2 separate regions of the Gossypium arboreum genome follow, and region 2 is linked to region 1. A link is a contact called in public Hi-C data. All regions are on one chromosome and are shown on one strand. Each heading gives the region's core, a stretch centred on a gene start, on an enhancer-like site or on the middle of the called end of the contact. The rest is flanking DNA. Distances are from core to core; before and after follow the strand shown. Region 1 holds the start of LOC108471187. Region 2 holds the start of LOC108473594 (ADP-ribosylation factor-like protein 8a).

Region 1 (5,845 bases), core at 1,081-3,580:
TTCTTGTATGGGATTTTTGCTTCATCATTCTTGTGATTCATACCCTGTCTTAAAAGTCGATGTCTTGGCCAAGTATGATCATATTTCTTGTTTTTTTCCCCCTTTATTTTCTTGGTAATAATACAGGATGAATAATATCATTCTCTCAAAAGTCTACATTTTGTAATGATGATTTGCTATTAGTCATATGTTAATTTGATTATTAATTCAATGATACTTTATACCATGCTGATTGCCAAAATCATCTGAAGCTTTGTAATAGGAGGGGCTTGAATCCTCCTATTTAAAAATAGACCATTACAGCATTGTCGGGAGAGGTATCACAAATCCCAAAAGGATTAGTCTTCATGGACAAGGAAAATACCTTAGTTATACCCAAACAAAAAGACACTATTACAGAGCATGTAAAAGTTACATGCAACTTACAAGAAAAGTGATATCTAGCATCAGCTCAAGAGAAAAATAAATAAATAAAGAAGGGGAGGCATTGCCATGCATGATCATGAATCAATTATGATCATCATTCATCAAGGAAAAACAACCATCTAAACAGCTTCAAATGTTTGGCCTATACTTGTTGCCCAGATCTTTTGCTTAACTGAGCAAGAAAAAGAAAAAGGCAAAAAGAGATTAGATGACTGAAAATGCGTATAAGATCATGATTTTCAAACTTGAGACTTTACCTGCATCTCTCTAGCCATTGAAGGTAGCCACCTCTCTCCCCTAATCCTTTTCAGTTCCGCGATCCTGGCTTCCTCTCTCTTTGCTTTTTCTTTGGCTGTTGCTTCTTTAGCTTCCAATCTAGCTAACGATCTCTGGCTTGCATATCTTGCTGCAGCCAATATATCTTTTCCGTCAACAGCTATGGACAATAGTTGTCGTCTGAACTGCATACCACCATGTAGCCAAATATAAATTAAGAGGAATAATCCAAAGTAAAAAGGGGGAAAAAAGAGTTAACAGAAACAAAAGAGATCCAGACAACAAGCGGACCTCTTTTGTGTTCTCATCAATCCCTCTTCTGGGAAGAAGTTTTGGTTTCTTTTGGGGTCCTTGAATTTCATCTGACAGCAAACAAATAACTCTCAGACCTCAAATACCATAACGTAGATAACCCTTCCGAGAGCTAGCTCAGAAGATAAGAGCAAATGCACAAACACATTGCAATATCAACACCAATCCGGTATCCTGTAATAACAGTTCAAATTTATTCAAAAGCAATAGGTAGAATCCCTTTGAAAAGTTTCATTAGTAACCTAAATAGGCTGCCATTTTTTCCCATTCACTAAACTCTGAATCTAGAACCAATCATTTGAGACAAATGTAGTAGCAAAAGAGACAAGAAAAGGTTGAACAATGCAGACTGTAAAAACATTTCTCTAATTGCAGCAAGAGATGAAAATAAGGGAAAGACGTACTCACCTACGTGGTCAAATACTATCCCAGGAGTAGAATTTTTAAATAAACGAACTCCACTTTCATTTACCACGCTATCATCATCTGGGACATTACAGGCATCCTTCACTATCACTAAGTGCTTCTCTAACATGTTATCCAAAAGCTTTTGTGCCTGCTTATGACTTTGTGAGTTAGCAAACAAAACAAAATAGCACAAGTGTTCAAACCGAATACTATTGCAATTGAATGAATACATACATATATATGATTTAAACATTATGAATTGAAAATTACTAAAATTGAGTCCTTTTAAGTCGTAGAACTGATCTGAAATACCCTCCATTAAAGTTCCTTCGAAGAAAATTAAACTTTCCGGCAGTGCACTCAAAATTGATGCCAAATTATGGTGAAAAAAATGAGTCTTATGGAAACTATCAATCCAATAAGCATGATTCAACACTCGACATGGAATCTAAGAGTTCATATTTTTTTGAAGTAGATATTAATCCAATTATTTGCAAAATTACCCAGATAAGCTAATGCTAAAATAACAAAGATAGAAACATTTGGGAACCTTGAGTTGGTAGTTTTTAAGCTTCTGGGGTTGCTTTCTCTGATTTATTTCATCAGATTTATCAACATAATCATCTGTATCTGGGGTTGGATTTGAAACGAGGTTGTTTCTTGTTGTTTGTGTTGTTACAGTGGAGCTGTTGGAACCGTTAGCAGTGAAAGTGGCGGTAGTGGTTGCAGCTATAGATTGAATGGCAGCTTTCCACTCGGCGTCCCCGTCTTCTTCGCCGCTGCTGCTGCCACCGCCGCTACGGGTTGGTCTTGCCATTGCTAAACCCGCAATTATCACCGTTGGAATATAAACCCTGTGGGATAAATAATTGGACTCTTTTAGGCTTGCTTTGTTCTATCCATGCAGGCCAAGCCTGGCTTAAATATTTTATAAAATGGGCCTAAGAATTAATCTAAATTTTTTAGAATTTTAATGATAAGAATCATTTGACTTTAAGTTAGATGTTTCAATGGATCTAATTTTACTTTCGAATTGCCATGACCAAATCATTTGAATTTAATTTTGTTGCCCACTTTGGTTACATTCCACTCTGAAAATGCTATTTAGTTTATTTGAATTAAAAGTTAAATTAAATTATTTAGTTCAATTCTTATAATAATTTATTCTCATATTGCTTAATAAACTTAAAACTTAAGTCATATTATTTAAAATTAAGATCCAAATATAACAAGATGGTTTGTGGGTTCTATGCTTAGAAAAAAACTGTTTAAAAATATAAATTCTAAATTGTGAAATTGGTTTTAATTTAATATTAACAAAAGACTTAGATTTTAAATTTTAAAAGTAAAATAAATTAATTTTAAAATAAAAATAGAGAGAGTTAAAAATCAATTTTAGGTTTCAATTCTGCTAGTTATTCAATCAAAACCCAATTTTATCATTAAAAATTGTACTGATTTTGCCAACAACATTTACATATTACACGTAATTGTAAAGCTTGATCTTTTCCCCTTTTTCTTTTCAGAGATAAAAAAAATATTAAGCTTTCAAAGTCGACTAAATTAGGCGCAAGAGCCGCTTTTTTTTTTTTTTTTAATTAGCTCTTTAGGCTGTTTTTTATTTAGCGAAATAGAATGTTTTAAAGTTGACTCTCCTTTTCTCTCTCCTAAAAACTCTAATTATTTTTAATATTTTAAGGCTAGGGTTAGGGCTTGGTGTATATTTTAAGGTTTATGGTTTTTTGAAAAGTTTTATGGTTTAGGGTTAAAACTACGAAAGTTTATAGGTAGATTTAAGGGGTTAGAGATGTAATAAAGCGCCTCAGAACACATATGTCATAGCTGGATAAGGCCATCACCTCAAAAACTCATCGTGGAGAAATTTGGTTTTGAAGTAATAATGCTTGATACGATCAGGGGTCGAAGTTTAAGTGGAGGTCCCAGTCGACGACCTCGATGCGGTCAAGGGTTCGAGTATAACCGGGGGGCAAAGTGACAATCGTTATGCAATCAGGTGTTCAAGCTTTTTGGATACACACAAACAATGCTCTATATATACCATACATAAGATTGAGACCATAATCATACGAAAAAACTCTGGGAACTTTTAGTGTAATCAACATAATTTTTTTCTCTATTTTCAAGCAGCTGGTATCTTTGACCTTTCATTCTTATCCGAAAGCTGACACCGAGGTGGACACAAGAGGACTCTCAGGTGGAGAGCAGATGTTCCGACATAGTAGAGGTCAAACTTGGGTCGGCGCAGCGCTACAGTGGATGTAGTTATTAATGGTTTGTTTAATAACAACAACAGTCATCGCCCTAAAAAGAGCATCACATTTCCTTCACCACAATAGTTGCTCCTCGCTTGAGAGTCTTCTTGTGTCCACAATTGCGTCGACCTTTGAATAAGAAGGAAGGTTAAATGTACTAATTACTTGGAAATGGAGAAAAACGGTAGTTGCCACCAGACTCACAACTATAGTAGGAGCAGGCAACCACCAATCGACATCATATTTGGTACTATGGCTCGACACATCTCCCAGTATAACGTAGATAAGACGACAGATCCCCAACTTGGTTTTTCACATTCATTGAAGTCCACTAGATGTAGTAGTCACCTTATGTGCATCAAATTTCGAGATTTTTCGGGCATTAAAATGCCCCTGATTAACCTCATGATAAATGCTCAAGTGTATTGTTCTATGACCTCCTTTGTTGGGTCTCCAAGGAGCTCGTCAAAATTATCCTTCAACTAGTTGATCGATATCCGACCACATTCGAACTTGTCCGGGATCTTCCCCAACAGTGCTCTACAGATGTCCACTTTACTCAGAACAACCGTTGATCCCGTGATGACTGACTCATCCATCGGTAGACCGAGTTGTAGCGCTACGTCTTTGAGTGTGATTGTACACTTGCCGCATGAAAGGTGGAAAGTGTGTGTTTCGAGCCTCTATTTTTTCACCAACATGTTGATTAGTCTAAGATCGAGTTTGCAGCCCTTGGTCATGCGAGACGTATGCAAGAATCCAGCCTCTTACAAGTGGCCACGAATTTCAGGGATCGTAGGCTTTCCCATATTATGAATGAAGCCCTCCAGAACACGATCATCCGCCTATTTGCACAAGAAAAAAATTTAAATTAAAAAATCAATTAATTTTAACATAATTGAAAATAAAGAAATTTAAAATTTCGTCTTACCATTATTGTTTGCGCAACGAAAATATGCTTGTCGTCAAAGAGCATGAGAGAGGTGGCCATTTGTGAGAAATCAATTTGAATGAATAAAACACGAGATAATTTAAAAAAAATTTTAAATGAAAATATCAAAAAATTTAAAATGAGAGAGTTGAGAGAAGGATGTGAATGAAAAAAAATGAAAATTGGGGGATATTTATAGGGTAAAAAAAGTTACCGTTGGAAAATTTTAATCTTTTCTACCATTAACGGGACAACATTCAAAAAGCCGTTCTCTTTCTCTCTCCTAAAAATGATCTATTTCACTAAATTTAAATCCTAAAGAAGTAATTAAAAAACAAAATTGGCTTTTAAGCCTAATTTTGCCTTCAAACCAAGTTAACGCTTCGACCAACAAATATTTGTGAGAACAGAACAAAAGACGGTGGTGCATAAAATCGTATAAATCAGCAAGTACAAAATCTATAGACTTTGATCCTTCGTTGAATCAAACATGTGTAAATATTAATCCAACTTAGTTTGTAAAACCCTAAAAAAATTGAATTCATAAGCAGCCAAAACCAAATGCTTCATGGTCATCTCAACAGAAATCCATAATATTTTAACAATCATTCCAAAGATAATAAAAATTCAATTAATTTTTAATGATTTCACGTAACTTAACTCCCATATCACTTGTTAAATCCATAAAATTTTTATATAAAATATTACAAATTAAGATTTATCATGTTAGATCATTACTTACAAAAATGAGATGTAAAAGTTTACATGAATTCATCGATATCTTGAAATATTTTAGAGAAAGTAAATCTTTCTTTTATGAAGATGAGATATCAAAAAGTTACCTACATATAATTTAAGAACTTTAATCATAATATATAATTTTTGTACATTAATTATATTATCAATTAGAAATTAATTGTTAAAATATTCACACATATTTAAGCCATATTTTATTTAATAACTAAACCCTATAAGTCTTAACCATCACTTTTCATTCAAATTAACATTTTATAATTGCAAGTAATAACATATTATTTTTAGTATAGGTGTGGCATCCATATTATCTAACCATTTATCTTCCATATATTAGTGATTCTCTTCAAAAAAAAATTTTTGAAAATGAATGGCAGAGCAGCTAGAAATAGCAATTATGTACCATTTCTTTTTGTTGAAATTGCTAGCAAATGTTGATTTCTAACGATATATGTTATTATTGACA
Region 2 (5,845 bases), core at 1,754-4,253, 200 kb after region 1:
GGGTGTTTACCATCAAGACCTTAAGGTACGGTATATATTTTGTGTTGATTAGCTTATTGCCTATAAACGTTAAATATTTTAACAGTTTGTATCATTGGTGCATCCATCAATTAGTGTTGATTGTTCGATACTACGTGATTGCCATGAATCATTTGCAATGTATTGCTTTGGAAGATACCTTGTTGCTTGTTTGGGTATGTTCATTTCAAAGACCTTGAACTTCAAAAAAAGATTTTATTTTTTATCTCTGGATCAGCCTTGCACAGTATTTCATTTAGTTTACAGTTTTTGTGGTGACATTGTCTTTGTTATTTGCTTTGCTTATGCCCTTGAATCTGAATTTTGGACACCTAGATATTATTTTCAATGTCATTGAATAGTCATTTCAACACCCTGCTTTTTCATATCTTTACTTTTTAAGAATATATAGGTTTTCTGATGTCTAACATACCATAATCATAATTCCCCTTAATGCACTAAAATGAATATGCATTACTTTGTTAGTAAGCAAGGTACAGGATGTTGTTGAACTTTGGCCTGTAATGCAACAGGAAACTAGTAGCAAACCAAAGATGCGCATCAAAGATCAAGTTTGAACCGGAGAAGCAACATCATTTTGTTTATTTTGTTCATTTGTAACTTGATTTAGTTCCTTTGTAATTTATACTTAAAGTTAGTAGGAGTAGTTGTTGATTTATGTTTGATGTTATAGCTGGTATGTCAGCTACATTTTGTGTGTAATTCTAGCTAAGCTTTAGTTATGTATTAGTGGGAGCAGTTATACATTATATAACTGCCATATTTCATTGTAACATAAATGCTTCTAAGCCAATGAAAAAGATCTGATTTTTGGAGATCAAATTCAATTTTCTTCTTGTTCAAACTACTTTACATTCATTTTTCTTTTTCTCTTTTAGTTTTCTGCTAAAAAAACCAACACATGTAATCCGACTACTTATGTATATGGTATGTAAAAACAGCTTTTCCGGAAAATATTTTTAGGAAATCTACCAAACAACAGAAAATATTTTACACAAATTCATCTAAACACCAGAAAAGTAAATCATTTTTCAGAAATTATTTTCCAAAAATATTTTCTTGGCAAATAAACGAAAATATTAATATTAAATATGACATGGACATTTAAAAAATTAAGATTATGATTCGTTGTAATAATTAAATGTGAATGCTTTAGAAAAATCTTTTAATTTTTAAAACTTATTAATTTAAAAATTAATTAACAAAAATTAAATTAACTTAAAATAAACTTAATTAAAACAATTAATTGTTTTAACCAACCATAACTTTTTTTATAAGTTCACTGTCGTATTTAATATTAATATTTAATAAATACTAGTCAGTGGCATGTCATCATTGACTTATCAGTCATGTGCCACATCATCCATTTGAATAGTTTCGTTATAATAACTTTACTAATTAGCTTTCGTCTTTAAAATACAATAGCTCTATTCTTTAGTAGAGGGACTTCTTTACTCCCTTATGATAATAAAGGGACTTTTGGGTACTTTCACTTAATTTAAACTATTCAAGTGCATAGACAATCAATAACCATTTTACTTAAAAATAATAAAATATTATTATACTAATAGTTTAAATATTGAATTACACTTTATATTAAATCTTAAATTATATTCACATTTATGGATAAATAATATCTTATTATTTTAAATTATTTATTAATTGAAGATAATTTTTTATTATATTAAAACTAGAAAAACATTAGAATAGATAAATTTTAATAAAATATTATATTACACTTTATATTAAAATAATTAATCATATATTTTAAAATAATAATTGTCACATTAATTAAATAGAGTTTTAATATCTATACTTCTATTTAAGCCCCGATTAATGTTACAAATTAGCCGACACCAACTCGATCAAAAATTTATGAAAATATCCTTTCATAATTAAAATAAGTTATATCATTCAAAGGTATTATAGTCTTTTACTTTTTAAAAAATCAATAAAAAATTCCATGTGTTTGGATTTGAACTGTATTATTTACATTAATAAAACATTAACCTTACTACTAAATCGAAACTTTATTTTAATATAATATTTACATTTTAATTGTGTTATATATATTTTATTACCTCTATCAATTATATATCTATACTAACATATTAATTTATTTATAATATATATAAAAATATGAGTTTGAAAAAACTTTGGAACGAATGAAAATACCCTTCATTTTTCATCATACTACTAAATTCACATTTTAAGATAAAAATTAAAGTAAAATAAAAATGATAATAATTATACATTTAAAAGAAATTATAATTTAATCAAAATTGTGATAATTGTTATACATTTAAAATTATTATAATTTAATTTAAAATTATTAATTAAAAATATTATGTTAATTTTAAAATAGAATTAGTACTTAAATAGAACAAGTATAAAGTATATGGAAAAATTGTTATAATTATAATTATAACTATAATATAAATTATTAGCTAAAAGAATTTACTATATTAATTTTATTGATGTAAAATAAAATTATTACTTGGAATTTTAATAATCTTAACGATCATTTAATTAATATATTAAAATTAATTATGTTAATTTTTATATGTATTGTAAGTATGAAATCTCACACATGTACACATGTGTGATAACAATTTTACTATAATTAATTAAGTTAGAATAATTAAACGCTTAAATATAATTTAAATAAAATATACATACAAGTTACATTAAAATTAGTTGAAATAAAATAGTACAACTCTGCCACCTTAATTCTCCTGTACAACTTCTTCTATTAGATCATCTTCAATTAGACGTGAATGCCACTCTCCAATCACCTCCACAAAACGTCTGGACGGTACACCAATGAAATTCGTTCGTGACCGCCACTCGCCAAAATTGAGACCGTTGATTGTTCAATCTATTTCTACCTCCGAACTACTCTCACAGTGTTTTACGGAATCTTTTTCTCCCAATTTGATCCGAATTAAAGAAAATATTGTTTTTGCCTGTTTGACTTAAATTAGATGTAAAAGATCCAATAGAATCTAAACCGTCCATAAATTTCCCAATCACTCACTATCAACGGCTGATATTTTCCTCAAAAATGAAGAATTTCTTTTTCTTTCAACGACTCCTAATCCCACCGTAATCTGGAGAGTCCAATTTGGCTGTTTATTTATTATGGAAAGGAAATAATTCGAAGTAAGGAATTCAGTGAAAATAAATTTAAAATAAAAATAAAAATCAGCAGGCTAGAAGGGAGGGAAGGAAAAGCCAGGGGCTTTGCGAGATCTCTGGCTCCCTCTTCCTGTTTTTCTCTTCGAAAATTTACTGAAAGAAGGCTTCTTCTTTTTTCTTTTTTTCTTTTTTTTGCTTGTGATCTTTTCTAATGGGTTTATTGGAAGCTTTTCTCAATTGGCTTCGAAGGTAGGTTTTTTTTTTTTTGGTTTGTTGCAATGTCACTCTTTTATTAATTTCTGCTGTTTTGTTTTTTTTCTTTTTCTTTTTTAAATTTTAGGTGATGTATTGGATTGGATTGAGAATTATGATTTATATAAAGTTGGGTTTCATCTTTTTAAAGCTAAAAAGAAGTAAAATTTTCATCTTTTGTTTGAGAATACAGTAAAATTACTTCTATTGTTAAGAATGTTATATCGAAATTAGTAAATTGATGTGTGGTTCATGAACAAAATGAATAAAAGACAATTGTTTGTTCTTCTTCTTAGAAAAAACAATAATGGTTGACTACATATTTAATGTAATTTTAATGAGTTAATGGTTTATTTTATTTTTTAATTTCTACATTAGAATGGGGGTAGATTGCCATACCATCGCCTCTGCAGATAAGGAAATCTGTGTAAGAAGGAAAATTTTCTAAGACAAGGAAGAGCTTTGTGGATGGTTCAATTCTCTTCTGCTCCACACTTATTTGAGATCTAATTTAAGTTATGAATGCTTTTTGGGTTTCATGTGCTTGGTGGAAAATTAGTTTTGTTTTTACGGAATTCACATACTTTTCAGTCAGTTTTCTGTGACTTTTATTGATATACATGTTTGGAGAATTCTTTAAATGAATGCTAAATTGCTAATTTGTGAGCTTTATCTTTCTAGATTGTTATTTAAGTTGACCTCTGTAGTTCAACTTTCATGGTATGAGGGCTTACTTCTTGTTTTGCAGCCTGTTTTTCAAGCAGGAAATGGAGCTATCTTTGATAGGACTTCAGAATGCTGGAAAAACCTCACTAGTAAATGTTGTTGCAGTAAGTAAATTAAGAAACTCAATGTAAATGTCACCGCAGTACTAAGAGTCCATTGCTAGCAATGTAGTATTGTTTTGCTTTATTCTGTGGCTTGACCTTAAGTTGTCTTGTTGGTTTTTTCTCAGACTGGTGGATATAGTGAAGATATGATCCCAACGGTGAGTCATCTTGTCTAAGAGGATCTGTATTTTCATCATCACATTTTTTTCTTCTTTTTAAATATGTGAATTGGTATGATATTGCTTTCCAAAGCTTTTATTTTTTTTTTGTCATAGAAGTAAGGTAATTAATGCCTAATGGCTTACATTCAGGTTGGATTCAACATGAGGAAAGTGACTAAAGGAAATGTTACAATAAAGTTATGGGATCTTGGAGGTCAGCCTAGGTTTCGCAGTATGTGGGAACGATATTGCCGTTCAGTTTCTGCAATTGTGTAAGAACTAAGAAGCTTCTTCTTTATTTTCACAGACTTGTTATTTCCAGTAACTCCCTTCTAAATTGCTTTAACAATTTTAGGGCCTGAAAAGGTTTGCCTTTAATGCAAGAAAGGCAAATAACCCAGAATAATAAACCCTCAAGAATAGTCTGAAAACTTGCCCTTGTCCTTCTCAAATCTTGAACAGGATACTATCTTAATTATATGAACTGCATTTACATGTTTCTATATCTATTAGCAAAACAACGAGCATTAGTGCAAGGAGAAAAAATCTAACTCTAAAGAATGGTTCTTGTTAGGATTTCTTACTACTATGATAAAGTTGTGCCTCTTCCGGTAGCGCCTTACAAATAGATCAATGAAAGGCAGGTATTGAAAACTTTACTTATGACCTATATCAGTGGATCAGTTGCAGCCGGTTTCAACTGCTGTACTTTTTGTGTATGATCATATGTTGTTCCCTTTTGGATCCTAGCTTCTTTGTTTAGTTCTTATGTAGTGAAACTAATCCAAATCCCATAAAAAAAATTGTAGTTGCATTTCATTTTTATGGATCCTCTCGTGTCTCACACTGTGTTTATAGTGAAATTACATGTAACCTGAATTTGGGTGTAGTTATGTGGTGGATGCGGCTGATCCAGATAACTTGAGCATCTCAAGAAGTGAGCTTCATGATTTGCTGAGCAAGCCCTCACTTAATGGCATCCCTCTTCTGGTACTAGGCAACAAGATTGACAAGCCTGAATCTCTTTCAAAACAGGCATTGACTGAAGAAATGTAAGATACATTTGTCATAATTCACTAAATTAAGTGGACAAAACAACATGGAACTGAACACATTGTCATAACACTGCAGGAGGCTGAAGTCGATTACTGACAGAGAAGTTTGCTGCTACATGATATCATGCAGGAACTCAACCAACATTGATTCTGTTATTGATTGGCTTGTAAAGCATTCTAAATCTAAGAGCTGAAAAAAACAACTCTTTCTTTTTTATTCAAATAAAAAAAATATCATCTTTGCTGAATCTGTGTTTTATAATTCGAGTTTCCCATCTGTAATCTTGTGGATGTTTGGGTTTTTATCATTTATGTCAACGCTTTCTGTTTTGATGATTTAATGGTAAGATGTATACAGAGAAGATTTTCA

The links. A called contact is a pair of places that touch in the nucleus more often than the background predicts.
Region 2: a Hi-C map of leaf shows a contact between it and region 1, with 2.6 times the contacts expected there. The contact joins the promoter of LOC108473594 here to the promoter of LOC108471187 in region 1. A contact is called at or near these places in 2 of 5 Hi-C or Micro-C datasets (both in leaf).

The regions. Positions count from the first base shown.
Region 1 is chr11:41,020,699-41,026,543 of ASM2569848v2, forward strand. LOC108471187 reads right to left here and starts at 2,331. Exons shown (of 5, transcript XM_017772796.2): 1 at 1,973-2,331; 2 at 1,423-1,570; 3 at 994-1,064; 4 at 684-887; 5 at 233-598. The coding sequence starts at 2,239. The coding sequence ends at 569.
Region 2 is chr11:41,223,660-41,229,504 of ASM2569848v2, forward strand. It overlaps LOC108473594 (ADP-ribosylation factor-like protein 8a), which reads left to right and starts at 3,004. Exons shown (of 6, transcript XM_017775261.2): 1 at 3,004-3,426; 2 at 4,178-4,259; 3 at 4,385-4,417; 4 at 4,571-4,692; 5 at 5,311-5,472; 6 at 5,552-5,816. The coding sequence starts at 3,389. The coding sequence ends at 5,669.